Linked DNA regions of Bombyx mori: region 1 is linked to region 2. The links are chromatin contacts, called in public Hi-C maps. All regions are on one chromosome and are shown on one strand. The core of a region is the stretch at or near the end of the contact, and the rest is flanking DNA. Distances in the headings are between cores, read along the strand shown. Region 1 holds the start of LOC101738161 (tubulin-specific chaperone D). Region 2 overlaps LOC101738295 (zinc finger and BTB domain-containing protein 17).

What was found. Hi-C and Micro-C count contacts between places; a contact is called where the count stands out from the background.
Region 1: a contact with region 2 is called in a Hi-C map of posterior silk gland, with 1.8 times the contacts expected there. The contact joins the promoter of LOC101738161 here to the enhancer-like site in region 2. A contact is called at or near these places in 2 of 7 Hi-C or Micro-C datasets (middle silk gland and posterior silk gland).

Annotation. Positions count from the first base shown.
Region 1 is chr9:7,805,217-7,807,975 of ASM3026992v2, reverse strand. It overlaps LOC101738161 (tubulin-specific chaperone D), which reads left to right and starts at 1,433. Exons shown (of 19, transcript XM_038012966.2): 1 at 1,433-1,949; 2 at 2,031-2,190; 3 at 2,700-2,759. The coding sequence starts at 1,590.
Region 2 is chr9:7,442,043-7,444,742 of ASM3026992v2, reverse strand. It overlaps LOC101738295 (zinc finger and BTB domain-containing protein 17), which reads left to right. Exons shown (of 7, transcript XM_021346601.3): 5 at 2,176-2,369. Among protein-coding and RNA genes, the nearest start is that of ace2, 23 kb to the right of the region's middle. Within about 2 kb of position 1,347, at least 7 of the 8 cell types and tissues checked have open chromatin away from gene starts, as enhancers often do.

The DNA.
Region 1 (2,759 bases), core at 184-2,683, 360 kb before region 2:
AGTAACTGAATTTAGAGCAGTGTAATCAGAAGCTTCTAAATTTGCTTCTGAATTCAGTCGACTAAATTCAGCCAAGTGTAATAAGCCTTTAACGCAAAACTACTTTAAAGATCTATGCGCCAAACTCGGCAAAACTGTTAAAACGTTCATAGTGACTTGTAAAGATGGGTTAATACCGATATTTGTCAATATTAGCGAATACGAATATATTCATTATGTAATATACCTTAACTAATACGTGAATATCCTCATATCGTATTATACTTCGATAAAACGGGTAAACGAGTTAAACCTAATACGGTATTTGTGAAATAAGTTAATAATCATAGATAATACACATAAATTAGTTATTAATAATATAAATAGTATATTGTATCTAGGAATTTGATTTCATACTAAATATTTTACAAGTAATATTATGTACATTAAAATGAATATTATTATTAAATCAGAATTTGGTCAATATTGTACATTAATATAAACAACAAGTTAGTAATATTATTTATTTCTTATTGGTGCATAAAAACATTAGCTTTTTTACTTTTTCTACCGAAAGACTCGTACGTCGGTCAGAAATGAGTTTACCAGATTTTGAAAAAATCCTCTCACACGGTACTGAAGTGGCTTGTAGGTACACAACAGTTATAATATTATAATCCCCGAACTGTTTGTTTAGAAAGTCATTTCGATTCAAAAATCAAACATTTATTTATAATTTGAGAAGTTCTTAGAAGATAATTAAATACCACCGCAAAAATATATTGTCATCATAATTTATTACGTAAAAACACTTAATTTAGTTCTGGCCGTATTACGTTTTGTGTAAAAAATATTTTAATTTATGAAATTGGTAAACAATGTCAACTGCCTACTTCCGTTTTTCAAATCATCATTTTAAAACCAACTAATTCGAAGGCAACAGAAAATAAAATTAAAGTAATGAAAATAAAGCTCCCCGATTTTATTCCAATAAATGTAAAAATGTACTACTTTGCCTTGAGTAGAATCTCTAGTTGAATCAAGAAATGAAGGTCCAAACATTAAAAAGTAATGCGTTTAAAAATTCCCACTAGCATCTTTGACATGTAAAAAGTTGAATTAAAAAATAGTCCATAAACTCATAATGATATGTACTTATTTTCATTGCTCAATATGTAAAAATATAGTTTATTTCACTTCCTCTTAGCGCATGCAGTATTGTTATGAATGTGATAGACAGATATCCGCGAGACACGTACGGCGTATGCCAGTATATTTCAGAGTGATAGATACAACCCGACCGATGTGAGTTGGCTAATATTATGAATAAAGTGAATACGGAATATTAGCATATCAGAATTCGACGGATTACCGATACACGAATACAAGCTGTATTACGAATATCTTAATGAATACTAATATATCGGTCTCACCCTTAGTGACTTGTCAATTTGTCAACTGTCTACAGTGTCTACCTACTATTGTTTTTATTCCTAAAAGTTGAAGATATGAGCTTTATTTACGAAATTTAGTGCTTAGTAATTCAAATCATTAATAATAACTCACGAAGTCAAACCTTTTTCGCGAAAAGAGTACATAAAAGAAAAAAAATGGTGGGGTTAGACTCTGAGATTAACCGGGATGACGAATGTGATAATATTGGGCTGGGATGTGCACTCGAATACTTTTCAGAGGTCGAGGATGTGATGAACATGATTGATAATGTAAAAAATGTTTATAACACCTCTGCTTTTGAAGTGGAGTACGATAAACTTTACACAATACTTAAACAGTATTATGAACAACCACATCTGTTGGATCCACATTTAGACAAAATTCTATCGAAATTTTTGTTACTTATCAAAGATAAAGATTCTCCTTTCGAACTGAAACATGCAACTTTTAATTACATGTACCAAATCATAAGAGTTCGAGGCTATAAGGTGGTTGTTAGACATCTTCCACATGAAGTTAGTATGTAAACTAAATTGTTTGATATGAGTCCATGACATAACAATGGATTTTATTAAAGAGAAATGTATAATTTTTAGGTGTCTGATTTGCTGACTGTATTGGTATTTTTGGAAGCTCAAAATCCTGATGATAAGGAAACATGGAGAAGCAGATTTGTCTTACTGTTATGGTTGTCAATTGTTGTTATTATTCCATTTCATATGAGTCGCCTAGATGGATTCGCTCCTGGACAACCAGGTATGTTATAGAACATCTATCAATGACCAATACATACCTACCTTATGATATTTTAATAATGAATAATAAGTGGTTGAATGTTAATCTGTCTTTCATGTATAAAAATAGCAGTAGTTGTGACATGATTTCATAAAGAGACTGTCTTGTGTTATAGAATGACAAACATTATTTTTTTTTGTGTTGGAATAGTAATTCTCAACTGCTTCTTCTGTGGCACACAATGATTTTAAAAGTTCAGAAGCTATTTACTGTGTAAAATAATGATGTAATGATAATGTAAAACAATGTAATGATTTTGGCTGCACATAAACTAGAAGAATTAGGTGGGCCACAAAATTGTCATAGTGCAGTAATTGAGAATCATTCTTTTAGAATAACAAAATGGAAAAAATTGCTTTGGCAATTTTGTAATTTAATATCTAAAACTTTCAGTGGCATAAAATTTTCGAAATTTAAAAGTGATAGTTTTATTCATGATTACAAAATGAGTAACACATGTTTTTCAGAAGCAGGCACTTCGAAAAAATTAACAGTCATGGAAAGAATCTTTAATATTTGTAAAACATATG
Region 2 (2,700 bases), core at 98-2,597:
GTTGCTAACACTGACCCTAGCAAGAGCAGTGCTTCGCAGAATCTACCACCGGATCGGAAACGCGACCCACTGAGAAGATCCGGCGAGAAACTCAGTGGGCTGTGTCTATGGGTTAGTTCGCTCGTCGAGCCCTTCGTCGCAAGCGACGGGTTCGACGAGGACGGTGACCGGACAGCGTACAGAAAAATTATTTCGACTTATTAAGACAATTCTTTAATGTAAAAAAAGGAAAAAAAATATATATTTTTTTAGCGTTTTTATTGGATTACAAAGAAGGAACAACAAGGATATAGACTTGAAACTCAAATTGTATTAAGAAATTATTAATTTAAAGTTAGTAAATACCCAGAAAATGTCAATAAGTTTTTTAAGTATGACTTCGCTATTTCATAAATATGTGGTATGAATAGATGCTATTGAAAATTTCAGTATTATTTGGGGTAATAACAAAGTCCAAAATTTTTAATTAAGAAATTAGTACGTTAATATTCAGCTTTTCATCACAATGCAAAAAAAAAAAAAAAAAAAAAAAAAAAAAAAAAAAAAAAAAAAAAAAAAAAAAAAAAAAAAAAAAAAAAAAAAAAAAAAAAAACATGTGCGCCCCCGTTAGCAACGACGTCCCTTGCGTTCAATACCTACCATAAATTAAAGACATAATATTTGAGACCTACTCTATTTGACACTTATACAATGTGTTACCTAAGCCCATAGACATTATGCATTATGCCGTCGTATATTCATAAAGTATGTACCTACACAAAGAGCTCTGTTGTCCATTCTCTGGTTCTCTTGTCCCTTAGAGTTTACACAACACCCAGGAGAAGATATAACGCTATGCTGTTAGATTAAATATATATAGCTATAGAATATGTTTGGTCTCTAAGGCAAGAAATATCCAAATTTATAAATACCATATTAATCTAATAAGTAGTTCATCTCAGTTTCGTTTTTGTACGCTCGTAAGATCACATTCATTTATAGTTAAACTAGTAGTTCTAATTATTTTAATTAGATGACAATTTCTATTATTCAATCTTAGTCGAGAGCCGCGTTAAGGAATTTTGTTTAATATATGTATAAAACCCGAAAAAAATATTCAGCTGATTCCAAATTAAAAAAAAACCCAAAACTTAAAACGCATCTTCTCGAACACGACACCGAGACGTAAATCAATGCTTAAATTATATACATATATTGAGTAGACGCTGTATCCCTACTATACATAGTATATAGTTAATGTCTTCTCAGGCTTTTAGCAGCACGGCTTTCACAGAACACAGATAGGTAGCTATTAAAATTTACCATTACTACATGCTCATTTAAGCTTAGACTGACGTTGGCTAATATACAAACCGTGCCAGAGTCAAAAAATAAAGAAGAAGAAGCTTAGACTGTCAGTGTCAGTGTCAAGTATGAACTACTGCCATCTGTCACATTTGCATTAATAGTGCAAATTGCCAAAAATAAACAAAAAATGTCACAAGAGTGCTGTTTTAACTTCAATTAAGTTTAGAATTAATATTTTTTCTCGACATTGTGTGTTACTGTGATATTTTAAGTTAATTTGTATTATAATAAAAATATAGTCTAAGAAACTGCTAAGTTTCTTAGATCCTTAAAGAAGTAGTAAGAAGGAATTAAAGAATATATTGTAATTTGTTATTAATGTCATGGATGAAGACAATAAACAATGTACAGTTTTCACAAGAGCTTTCGGCTGTCATTGTTAACATACTTTAAAATAATTATACAATATAATAAAATATGTTCTTGGTCATTTTTAATCGAACGGAGTGACTGGATTGTATCAAATAACATAAGAATACTTTCGTATTATACAGGATGAAAGAATTTAAGATAGCGAATAAAAAAAGGACAAGTTTTACAAATAAAATGAAAAAGAAAAGTAAAACGATATATATTGAATTGCATCTTAATTTTAGATCTCTAACTCTTTAGAACATAGGTAAGACAAAAATTATGTGCTTAATTTAAGATAACAAAGCTAATTTAAACTTTACTTTGTGTAAAACTTTTTCTTCAAGTAATACTGTATAAAATTAAAACAATTTTACAACCTCTGATATATTTACTCTAAGAAACTACAGGAAAAAAACACAAAAATTTCATAAATACAAATTCAGGTCTTTAATGGAATTAATGCATTGTTTTCAGGTATTAATATGACAATAAATAGTCACAATACTGGTGTGCTGAGTACTCGCTATTCTCCAGTTGAGCGAATGAGTGTACTCAATGCTATACCCCATCCTGGACTGCCACATCCCTCTCTTCCATCACTTTCAAGCCCTAGAAGTGAGCCTATTCCGGGACCTTCTGGACTACCTCCAGTTCAACAAGCTCCTTTGGTAAGTCTATTTTTATTGGTCTAAATTTGTTGGTCATAGAAATTAATTCTGTAAGTCAGTTACAAACACAAAAAAAAATACTTCATTGATTGTGTTCTTTTATGCATTACCTTAGAAAGGTTAATGTATAAGAAATTTTAAAATCATTGAATCACCAGTTTGTATCTGCTATAGTTAAGGATGGATTGTAATAAATCTTCATAGCTATTATTGGTAGTAAACAAAAATAAAGAAACTCTTAAGGTCTTTCAGCGAATCAAGTTCTTTTTTTTTTTTTTTTCTTATTTTTTTTTTTTTTTTTTTTTTTATTGCTTAGATGGTTGGACGAGCT